Linked DNA regions of Mus musculus: region 1 is linked to region 2. Evidence: chromatin contacts called from public HiChIP or PLAC-seq data. All regions are on one chromosome and are shown on one strand. Each heading gives the region's core, a stretch centred on a gene start, on an enhancer-like site or on the middle of the called end of the contact. The rest is flanking DNA. Distances are from core to core; before and after follow the strand shown.

The links. HiChIP or PLAC-seq counts read pairs in DNA pulled down with a chosen protein or histone mark.
Region 1: a contact with region 2 is called in an H3K4me3 HiChIP or PLAC-seq map of forebrain, with 3 times the contacts expected there. The contact joins the promoter of Cpne6 here to the enhancer-like site in region 2. A contact is called at or near these places in 12 of 39 promoter capture datasets (the 3T3-L1 cell line, 3T3-L1-derived adipocytes, the HPC-7 cell line and 6 more), 1 of 484 Hi-C or Micro-C datasets (the N1E-115 cell line), 4 of 115 datasets of contacts at active chromatin or transcription factors (embryonic basal ganglia, embryonic hindbrain, embryonic stem cells and 1 more) and 1 of 9 other capture datasets (embryonic stem cells).

The regions. Positions count from the first base shown.
Region 1 is chr14:55,508,881-55,514,897 of GRCm38.p6, forward strand. Cpne6 (copine VI) reads left to right here and starts at 1,565. Exons shown (of 17, transcript NM_001360193.1): 1 at 1,565-1,829; 2 at 3,101-3,272; 3 at 3,702-3,881; 4 at 4,292-4,366; 5 at 4,508-4,582; 6 at 4,754-4,837; 7 at 4,927-5,016; 8 at 5,354-5,458; 9 at 5,685-5,771. The coding sequence starts at 3,105.
Region 2 is chr14:55,028,541-55,034,434 of GRCm38.p6, forward strand. No RefSeq gene overlaps it. Among named protein-coding and RNA genes, the nearest start is that of Ngdn, 16 kb to the left of the region's middle. Within about 2 kb of position 4,386, at least 24 of the 459 cell types and tissues checked have an H3K27ac peak or open chromatin away from gene starts, as enhancers often do. A contact at or near this core is called in the N1E-115 cell line, forebrain, hippocampal neurons and 1 more, where this site is marked.

The sequences.
Region 1 (6,017 bases), core at 315-2,814, 480 kb after region 2:
GAGGTTACAGATGGTTGTGAGTCACCACGTGGGTTAGAAAGCCAATCCAGCTTCCTTGCAAGAGCAACAAGTGCTCTAACCACTGAGCCATCTCTCCAGCCCTCTGTAGATAAAACGTTTTTTTAAAAATCCTTTATTTTTATCTCATGTGCTTGGGTATCGTGCCTGTATGTATGTCTGTGCATGTAGTACCCACAGTGGCAAAAAGAGGACATTGGCGTCCTTAGGACTGCAGTTACAAGTGGTTGTGAGCAGCCATGTGGGTGGTGGGAGTTGATCCCAGGTTCTGGAAGAGCAACCAGCCCTCCTAACTGCTGAGCCCTCTCCCCAGCCCTGCCAGTGGATACTCCTAAATGAAAAGCCTCCACAATAGAGTGGCTTATACAGAACAGGTCTCTACAACATGAAAAGAAAATACTGTATTTATGTTAGCCATTTCTGGTATGGCCTAACAAATATGATCTTAAAAGTCAGGAACTCCCTCCAAACCTCTTTTGACATCCTGGATGCCTTCCTTGAAGTTCAGATTGCTTTATTCCTGCATTATGCCTCCATTTTACCCTGAACATAACTATGTGTTATAGTTAACAGCATTCATATTATCTTAACATTTCCGTGTGGGTCCTTCTATTTCATACATCTCTTCCTCCTCAGGCACAAGAGCTATCCTGACTAAGCCCCGGTACCTGACCAGTCTCTGGCACTCAGGAGGTAGTTAATACATAAGCAGTTTAAGGGACAGGGATGGCCGGCGTCCTAGTGAACACATCTGAGTATCCCCCACATCACCACGCCCAAATGTCTCCCCAGTGGCATTAGCAGTCCAGAAACTGCTCAGTTCCCCTGGGCTCTCTGTGAGTGACTAACTTCTGTTTCCTTAAGCTTTGTGCCTGACCCAGCCCCTCCCACAAAGATGTGGCCATAATGGTTGGATCTGGGGGGCGGGGGTGGGGCAGACCATCGGGTCTATCATGGTGATGTCCAGTCAATACGCGGGCTGTATGCTTACGATGAGATCCCATGTGGGGCCATTATGTTCGTGGTCCTCATTTCCCTACAAAAGGATAACTCGGGAACCGGATGCCATTTCCTGAGATTCAGTGTGGTGCATGATGGTTTTTTTTAAGGAGTATATGGATATCAACATTCTGTTGTATCCCAGGTTAGTGAGAGTAGGTGTCTGTGTGTGTGTCACAAGTACAGCCGAGTGTTCTTTTCTATGTAGCTACAAATATCCTTAACAAGTGTAGTACTGTTGAAAGTACTGTGAGAGTGTGTTTCCCAGTGCGCATCAGTGGGGCTATAACTGTCATGGTGTCACCGTGAGTTTATGTACTGGCGCCTGCGAGTGTCAAGATATGTGTGAGCCTGTGAGTCGTGGGTGCCGTGCGTCGCATCCTTCCTCCGTGTGGATGTGGATGTGTGTGTGTGTGTGTGTGTGTGTGTGTGTGTGTGTGTGTGCGCGTGCACGCACGTACCACTGCAATGTGTGTGTTTCTGTGATGCTGGGTGTGGGTGTGATGTGAAGGAGATGTATGTCACTGTGTCTGCGGGGGGGTCCTGCTTTGGGCCTGCCCCCAGCCCGCCCTCCTCCCTAGTACTGTGGCTCCCTCCCAGGCAGTGTCCCTGTCCCTCCCCTCTCCTTCCTCCCAGCCAGTCTGTGCAGGGGGGGGGGAGCTGGTGCTGCGGCCCCCCTCCTCCCCATCCAGGCCCCATAAATAGCAGCAGAACCGAGCCGGAGCTGGCGCCAGCGGCTGGAGCAGCGAGGAAGTCAGGGGCAGGGCGGAAGACTGCAGACTGGAGAGAGGAGACCCCCACTAAGAGCCCAGGTGAGCCCATCCTTCCTTCCTAATCCAGCCTGAGTCCTGCCTTCCCTGGCCCAGTCTCCATAACAACATCTCCTCTAGCTCTCAGAGAAGTCACCAGCCACCCCTACCTGATCCCCTCTCCACCACATGCCCCTGCCTACCTCACGGGCTCCACGTTAACTGAGACTTGTGGCTGGAAGTCACTGAGAGCCGCAGCCCAGACCCTCCCTCGCATATCTATAAAGCTTTATCATCATTTGGGAGGCTGGCTGGTAACCAGCCAGGGAACGGTCCTGGTTCTGACAGAGACACGGGACTGTCACACCCTCCTGGAGAGGGACACAGGACAGAGGGGGACAGACAGAGGGTGGGGTACTCAGGCACACCAGTGGACACTCACTCAGGAAGCATGGCATGGATCAGATAGCTTCACCCTGAGATCTGGACAGGCACAGAGAGCTGGGCTGTCCAGCCATGAACTCGGGGCCGGCATACCCCTGTCTGCTGCTGCCTGAGGCTTGGTGACTCTGCTGGGGGAGGGTGGTGCGCATGCATCCCACGGGCAGCATGGTGGGGGCCATGGCTCCCCCAAAACCCTGTCGCTAAGAGACAGTGCCTGTGTTGCCAAGAAGTGTGAGAACAGGGGAGGTGGGGAGGACTGTGGGCTTGTCAAGCACCCGAGGAGCTCACAACAGAGCCCGAGTCCTGATTCTCCCTCCCCAAGCCCACCACCTATCTCTCCTATCAGCCAACCAGACAGTGAGTAGGGGACTCTAAGACAGCAGGGCAGTTTTACACAGACCTTTCCACTGCCAACCTGTCTCCTCCTGTCCACTGCAGACTCCTTCCCTGAGGCCCACCCTCTTCAGACCTCCAGGGCATCCCCACCCTCTTCCCCACCCCCTTGCCCTAGTTTGGTTCCCTGGTGCCAAGACTGAGTGCAGCACTGGCTCATAGACCAGTCGGGAAATAGCAGAAGGTGCTGAGACAGCAGTAAGCAGAAATCAATCGATGGCCTAGGAGCCGAGGCTGCCAGGAACCCACTTCTATCCCAGTCCTCCAGTCTTTTCCAGCCCCATCCATGACACCTAGGCTGGCAGAGTGACAGAGGCACGGGACTCTGGACTCCTGCTCTTTGCTGCTTAAAGCATCAAGGAAGTCAACCAGGGCAGGGGAAGAGCTTGTCCTTAGGACCCCAGGACCTCAAGAAGAAGAGCAACGGGTGGGTCCAGGACCCCCAAGAGACAAACTCCTCCCCTCTCGGTCCAGGTTGTCTGTTCTTTCCCCCACAGTGCCATGTCGGACCCAGAGATGGGATGGGTGCCTGAGCCCCCGGCCATGACCCTGGGAGCCTCTCGAGTGGAGCTGCGGGTGTCCTGCCATGGCCTGCTGGACCGAGACACGCTCACAAAGCCGCATCCATGTGTGCTGCTCAAACTCTACTCGGATGAGCAGTGGGTGGAGGTGAGGGCAGCTTGGTGGGGTTCGCCTTGACTAACCTTCCTTTAACCTAAAAAGGAGGGAGGGTAAAGGGGAGCAGAGTAGGGATGGGGAACGTGATGATTCCAAAGGACCTTTCCTACCTGTGCGGATAACCTCGAACATAAACATGCCAACATAATAATAAGCCCAAGCCATTTTAACCAGAAGTTCAGAGCCCTAGAGGGCTGAGGTCTAGTAGTCCAGCAGTACCCCAGATTCAGAAGTCAGCTAAGAAAGAAAGAAAGAAAGAAAGAAAGAAAGAAAGAAAGAAAGAAAGAAAGAAAGAAAGAAAGAAAGAAAGAAACTAATTGACGGGTTTACAGAATCCTAGGAGAGCTCATGCGCACAGGAAGTACCAGACAGGGACAAGTGGCCTCAGTCCCCAGAGGGTCCTTATCCCTCCCGCTGCAGGTGGAACGCACGGAGGTGCTTCGCTCCTGTTCAAGCCCAGTCTTCTCCCGGGTGCTGGCCATTGAATACTTTTTTGAAGAGAAGCAGCCTTTGCAGTTCCACGTGTTCGATGCCGAGGATGGAGCCACCAGCCCCAGCAGCGACACCTTCCTCGGGTCTACGGAGTGCACCTTGGGCCAGGTCTGCATTCCAACTCAGTCCCTACGTTGTCTAACTTGCCATCAGCTTCTGCCTCCAGAGCCAAACTAAGAGAAAGGAGCTCTTTCTGAGGCTGGATCCCTCCCTCCCATGGGCTGTGTACCCTTGGACAAGATGCTTAACCTACTTTTCCCATTTGAAGAGGGGGGCAGATGTAGTGTTCCTTTTGTTATTATTGCTGTCGTTGTATTTGGTGCTGGGAATTGAACCCATGGCTGAGCAGGAACTCTGCCACTGAACTGCACTCCCCTCCCCTCCACTCCTCTCTTCAGGCTGCTGTAGAAATTGAATCCACCTTATCCTGATCAAAGGGCCAACCTTATGGACTCTATAGCCTTGGCCAGGGCAGATGCATACACTACAGCCACACTCCCCTCTACCTCTGTCTTTAGATTGTGTCACAAACCAAGGTCACTAAGCCATTACTGCTGAAGAATGGGAAGACGGCGGGCAAGTCTACTATCACGGTAGGCAAAGTCACTCTTGGGTCAAGGTTCAGTGTCCCCATATGGACATCCATTGTGATACTGTGCTGATGGCCACCTTTATTTATGGGAAGCGTATATGGGGTGGGGGTGGGGACTCATAATCCTCTGTCCCTTCTACAGATTGTGGCTGAGGAGGTATCAGGTACCAACGACTATGTGCAACTTACCTTCAGAGCCCACAAGCTGGATAACAAGGTCGGAACCCCAGAGTCCACGCCCATCCACGCCCCATTAGAGAGAGCCATAGGCTTCCTGCCACAAACAGACCCCAGGCTCCCAGACCAGTTCTCTTCTCAGTGTTACCTGCCTTCTCATCCCTCCTCCAAGATCACACCAGCCTCACACGCCCTTCCCCCGCATCTCCAGGATCTGTTCAGCAAGTCTGACCCCTTCATGGAGATTTATAAGACCAATGGAGACCAGAGTGACCAACTGGTCTGGAGGACTGAGGTTGGTGCGCAGGGGTATGGGATGAAGGTGGACAGATTACAGTAAAAACCTTAGACAGTTGGTGACAAGGTCCCTCGTACCTCTCAAAGGTGGTGAAAAACAACCTGAACCCCAGCTGGGAGCCATTCCGCCTGTCCTTGCATTCTTTGTGCAGCTGTGACATCCACAGGCCGCTCAAGGTAAAGCCCTGGAGCATCCAGTCTGCTGTCTGAGACCTTCCCCAGGGTCCAGCAAGCCTCCTCCTCCCTCTCCCTCGTGTGATAAGCACTTGTCCCTGTGGGATAAATAACAGCTCACAGCTCCGTGTTAATCTTCCCACAGAGGTACCTTTATCTGGGACCAAACTCTCTACCAGCTCGAGCTAGAGAGTAAAGTTTATCAGGTGGCTCCTGGATAGGTTAAGGACTACGATTGGGGCCTAGACACCGTGAGGTCCCTACTGCCCTGTCACATGCCTTGGAAACACTACAGAGAGAGCACCCTTAACCCCAGCCCACGCCTTGCCTCTCTCTCTAGTTCCTGGTATATGACTATGACTCCAGTGGAAAGCACGACTTCATCGGCGAGTTCACCAGCACATTCCAGGAAATGCAAGAGGGGACCGCAAACCCTGGGCAGGAGGTACCAGAGGCCCCATCCTAACCCCAGGACCCTGGGGTGGGGGAGGGAATCCTGGGGGTTGCCAACCTCCTCATTCTAAGTGACTGGAGATAGAAAGGATGAAAATGCCCAGGCTTGGCAGAAGGACGGGGTCATGAGGGTCTTCCCCTGGGACCGTCGGCAGGAAGGGGCAAGGAGGTCTATCTGATGAACGTCTGACTCTGTGTTGGGTTGGGGGCGTGTCTAGATGCAGTGGGACTGTATCAACCCCAAGTACCGAGACAAGAAGAAGAATTACAAGAGCTCAGGGACAGTCGTGCTGGCCCAGTGCACCGTAAGTCACCGTTCCCAGTTCAGGCATCCTCTGCCCCTGCCCTGTCAGAACCTCAGCTCCGTGCTTGCCTGCTTTTTAATTTTTAAAAATTTACATTTATTTATTGGGGGGTGCACTTGGGAGGACCCAGTGCTACGGAGCATATGTGGGGGTCAGAGAACAACTTTTGGGTATCAGTCGTCTCCTTCCACCATATTGGTTCCAGGGATCAAACCCAGGGCTTCAGGCTTAGCCACAAGCCTCTTT
Region 2 (5,894 bases), core at 3,136-5,635:
TTTATTATTATTAAAAATGTGACGGATCCTTCCTCGCTAGAAGCACAACAAATACTGCTGATCCTGTTCTCCTCCCCCTCCCTCTGCTTTTACATCCTCCCTCTTGCCTCCCTGTTCTCCACCTTGGTCTTTCTGACTGGGGGTGGTGGGTGGGGGGAACTCTTCCTTCCCTCTTCTCAGCTTGGTGGCTCCCTGGGGCTTTCTAATGGTGGTTGAGTTTCAAGGCAATGCTGTAAGGGGAGGGGGGCAGCTGAGTGAGGGGCCTCCTTTGCCCCAGGGAGGGAGCCGTGTTCTTCACTGTCCAGTGAGGAAAGGGAATTACTTGAAAATACATATAAAATACTTTGGCCAGCCAGTAAAAGGAGAATCAGATACCGTTTCTTCATACCTGACATCCTGCCCCTTTAGACCTTTCTCTTTTCTACAACCTAGATTCTGAGAAGGAAAACTCAGGATGTGTGTGTGTGTGTGGGGGGGGGATATCAGTTTTCCCCCTCCCTGGATCGCCTCACTAAGCCTCTCTCTTCCCAGAAGAGCCTTGCACAATTTATCCTGGCCTGCGTGTGGTGCAAAGGTTTGGAGGGCAGAGGCCATAGCTTCTCTCTCCCTACCTGCATCCAGACTCCTATGTCCAGGTAAGGGGCCCCTTTGTTGCTACCTGTAACCCTTCACCATACCTATAGGTGGCGCTGCTGTTGCTCTGCAGGCGAGGCCCTCCCCAGCATCCTCCCCTCCACCCGCCGCCCCCTCCCAGCCCCCTACTGCCTGATTGTTATTCTACCGACGTCTCCTTTACTGTTCTCTTCCTTAAATTAATTTTGTGGCCCCCCTGCAGTGCCATCTTCTTCCCCTCCCCCCACTCCAACACTCTGTCCTCTCTTTCCATTTGACTGCAGCCTCCCATCTCACTGGCCTAATCTACAATCTACACTCCACCTCACCTCTCTTCTTTTCCTTATCTCCTCTACCCATGGCATCCTACAGATGGCTCTCCTATTGTGAGGGGGCTGTAGATGAGAGCGGTTTAAAAGCGAACAGGGTGAGGAAAGCTAAGGGGTCAGCGTTGAAGACTAGGTTTGGAAAATCATTACTCTGCATGAGAAATGGACAGAGATGAGGGAAGACTGGTACCCTTCCATGCATATTCAGTTGCTGAATGGAGATGAGGGAAGATCGGTACCTTTCCATATGTACTCAGTTCCTGGATTGGAGTAATAAAAGTTCAGCTGCCAAAAGGTCCTAAGTATACAGAATTGGGTCCCAAATGCTGGGGAAATAGAAATAGGGAGAATTCAGACACAGGCCAGAGAGATGGTTCAGCTGGAAAGGTTGCCATGCAACCCTGAGAGCCTGAGCTTGGTCCCTGGAACCCACTTTCAGGTAGGACAGGCCTGACTACACAGTTGTCCTCTGACAGTCACACGCGTGCTGGGGCATGTGCACATCTCCCCACATACATCATACACATATTAATAAGAAATAATGCCGGGCAGTGGAGATACATGCCTTTAGTCCCAGCACTTGTGGGGCAGAGGCAGCCTGGTCTGCAGAGTGAATTCTAGGATAACCAAGGCTACACATAGAAACCTTGCCTCAAAAAACCAATAGATAGATAGATAGATAGATAGATAGATAGATAGATAGATAGATAGATAGATAGATAGATAGATAGGAAGGAAGTAATGTTTTTAAAAGAATTCAGTAAAGGCCCCATTCATTCAGAAAGTTTGCATTTGGATTGTTTAGGATGGGTGTGATCTTATTATTTTTTTTTATCCATTCTATAAGGCTGGAGAAATACTAGGCTCTAAAACCTTCGTGGCCTCAGGAACATCCTGTTTCTGAGCTTTAGAGTCCTCAGAAGGCACTTGCTAGGGAAGCAATGGCAACCTGAGTGGTCTCTGCCCAGGACAATTCTGGCTGAAAGACCTTGGCTCAGTCCTGCGCCCCATTTTCTATCCCAAGTCTCTCCTTTGTCTCGGTGGAATTTCTGTGCCTCCCGCTTCAGCCCATGGCTCTCTTTGTTCTGCCTTTCCAGGGTTCACCCTAAACTCATCAGACCATTAATTTGGCTCTATCTTGTCTTCTTTTCTGGAGAACCATCTCGTCTCTGTGTGGCCAGTACCCTAGACTCCTCAGCTCATGCTGAGCTAGTGCTGGTTATAAAGCTATCCAGTTTCCAAGATGGCCAATTTTCTTCTTATCAGATCGTCATTGTGAACTGCCAGCATCCCAGGCACTCCCCTGGACAGCAATGTCTTTGTGTAAGCCCTAGAGATTGTCGACAATACAGATGGACCATGTGGCCTTTTTCTGTGACAGCGACAGAGCTTTCTTAGTTGGGTGGCAGCTCTGGAGTGACTGACTTTCATTCTCAGATGTGTGAGCCAAAGCTAACCGCCAAACTAAGGAAGGCAGTTAGCTAAAGCCCTGGAGGAAGAATCAGGAGAGGCCTCTGTAGGAGAAGTGGGGGCTGGAGCACCATGGGCTTTGCTGTCTTATTTGAGCCTTGGAGGTTCTGGACTCTTCTTCCTTCCTGCCAAGCCTGCCTTCCTCTAGTATACAGGTAGAGGCCTTCCTCAGCTGCCTGGAGTTCTGTTCTATGTTGGGCATTCGAGTTAGCACAGTGGTCTCATGTAACAGAGATCCCTTGTAAGATCTGTCTTCTCTGCTTTTTTGAGACACTTCTCTGCTTTTGTTGTTGTTGTTGTTGTTGCCCTGGCAGGCCTACTTTGCTAAATAGACCAAGTTGGCCCTGAAGTCACAGAGATCTGCCAGCCTCTGCCTCTGAGTGCTGGAATTAAAGGCATGCACCTCCACATCAGGCAAGGGCTTTCTCTTAAAGCAATAATCGATAACATTTTTTTATATTTATTTATTTAGTTAGTTATTTTTTGAGTCAGGATTTCTCTGTATCGCCCTGGCTGTCCTGGAACTCACTTTGAAGACCAGGCTGTCCTTGAACTCAGAAATCCACCTGCCTCTGCCTCCCAAGTGCTGGGATTAAAGGCGTGTGCCACCATGCCCAGCTTGATAATCTTTTCGTTGCAGTGAATGACAGAGACTTTGCAACTTTAAGACATTCTGGAATAATCATTTCAGTTTCAATTAGTTCTCTAGGTGCTTTAGGTATGGGAGCTAAAACTGAATGAAATTTGTTTTCTGCCCTTCATTCATAGGCCATACATACATACATATAGATCATACACAGGCCATACATACATACATATAGATCATACATAGGCCATACATACATACATATAGATCATACACAGGCCATACATACATACATATAGATCATACATAGGCTGGTATTTGTACCTAGTCTTCCGATAGTCGCATTTTCCTTTACTCCTTACAAACAAATATGGCCATTTCATCCCTGGGTCACTGAAAGCCTTGAAACATGGTCAGGATGTGTGTGTGTGTGTGTGTGTGTGTGTGTGTGTGTGTGTCTCCATGTGCTAACCTAACTTTTAAAGAATGCACCACTCTGGCCATGTTAGTAAACACTCCTGGGGCTGGAGAGATGGTTCAGTGGTTAAGAGCACTGACTGCTCTTCCGAAGGCCCTGAGTTCAAATCCCAGCAACCACGTGATAGCTCACAACCATTCATAATGAAATCTGATACCTTCTTCTGGGGTGCCTGAAGACAGCTATAGTGTACTTACATATAGTAAGTAAATAAAATCTTAAAAAAACCAAAACACTCTTAAGCTTTTGATAACTGGTAATAACTATTTAAAATCTAGCATAGAGTATAAGCTTAGAAAACATTGCTGTGTTTCTACTTTGGCTGAGCCTGTGGCGGCTTGCTGGGGACAGCTTTGTCTAACCCGGCAGCCTTGGGTTAGCCTCACAGGTGGGCTCTGGAGAACAGAAAGCAGCTCTGAGTAGCTCTTGAGTTCCTTCCTTGCTTGCTTCCAATTTTGATTCCCTCACTGCTGGCTCTCATAGGAAGCCCTGGGTGGTAAAGAGATCAAATCAGGCCAGACATAGTGGCTCACGCCTTAATCCCAGCACTCGGGAGGCAGAGGCAGGCAGATTTCTGAGTTCGAGGCCAGCCTGGTCTACAGAGTGAGTTCCAGGACAGCCAGGGCTATACAGAGAAACCCTGTCTCAAAAAACAAAAACTTCAAAAAACAAATAAATCCCCCCCCCTTAGTTCTTCCTGCCACGTGGGGCTGCCTGCATCCTTCCCGTTCTCTGGCTTTCTCCTTCTGTCTGTCTCTTCCAGCCCAAAGCAGCAGCAGGACCGAATGAGTCCGTGGAGACCCTGCCAGCCACGCTCCCCACTTTTGCCCTTCCCTGCTGGCTGTATGTGTAGGTGGGGGCGGTAAACGAGGGCGACAGCATGGTGCCCGCCAACCCAGAGCCACGCGCAGTGCCTTCTGTTCCGAAGTAGGATCCGTCTCTCTCTACCCTCCTCCTCTTCCACTCTTCCTCTCCCATTTTAAATTAGCTGCTGAATTAATTAAATCCCGTTCGCTGATTAACATTCCTACGGGAAAGAATACAATGGGGATACTAAAGCAAGACTTCCTGTCCAGTCAGGCAAAGCGATTCAGAGATGAGAAGACTGGGATGGGGGATAAAGGGCAGACCAGGAAACCAATTTAAGACTGGAATGAAACCTGGGATGTATGAAAAGACAGGAGAATTCACGGGCCGAGTTAGAAAGGGAAAAAAAAAAGCATTGTTAACACCGGAGAAGTGGGAGTCTCTGGAGCCTCCCCAGGATAAGAGGTAGAAGCTGTGTCTGAGCGCTCACACGACAGACAGCCTGGGACAAACGGTCCAGAGATAGCTTGCTGCTTGACTATCTGCTAAAGAACTGAGTTTAGTTTTCAGAGGACTGCTTTAGGCCGGAAATAAGGGTGTCATTCCTCTTTGCAAGGTAGCGGGATACTACACTAGAAGTAATCGAGAGCAAGGCCTATTCGTCCCAAAAGATGAACAGCATCTTGAGGGCAGGGGCGTTGGCACCCAAGGAGACACAACCACTAGTCCCCTAGAGGCAAAGGCTAACTTACTTTGGCCATCTGGGCTCTACCCTGCTTCATTCTTTCTACATCACCCTTTCCTGGTGCTTCTTTCTATCATCTTCTGTCAGAGCTGGATGGGTGGCTCCTTGAAGACAGAAACCTGCTGCCTTAGGAAGATACAAATTGGCTAGGTGCGGTGGCACATTGCCTTCATCTCAGCATGACCTCTGTAATGTAAGTTCATGGCTAGTTTGGTTTACAAAGAGAGTTCACAGTGAGACCTCCAAAAACAAACAAACGAACGAACAAACAAAAAACAAAACAAAAACAAAACAAAAAAACAAGCAAGCAAGGATGCGAGCAAGCAAACAAAATATAAACAACACAATTCTAAAGATTGTATAGTAGCCGCTATTTAGTAAATTTATTGATTAGTATGCCACCATTTATGGAGCTGGGATCATTGCTCTAGAATCTGCGATATTTTTAAGTTGTGGTAAATATCCTCTGAAGAGAGTTGTTGTATGTTTGTCTTGTGCTAGGGATCAAACCCATGATCTTACTTACACACACTATAAGCAGATGCTACCCCTGAGCTGAACCGTCAACCCCCTACCTTGGCCCCCCTCTCTCTCTGTCTCTTTCTCTCTCTCTCTCTCTCTCTCTCTCTCTCTCTCTCTCTCTCTCTCTCTTCATTTTTCAAGACAAGGTTTCTCTGTGTGTGTAGCCTTGGCTGTCCTGGAACTAGCTTTGTAGATCAGGCTGGCCTCAAACTCACAGATATCTGACTTCCTCCCAAGTGCTAGGACTAAAAAGAATGCTCCCCCATTGCCCAGTGCTCGCCCTCTCTCTCTCTCTCTTAAAATTACAGAAAAGTATGATGACGTATAAGGTGTAATTATGAGTAG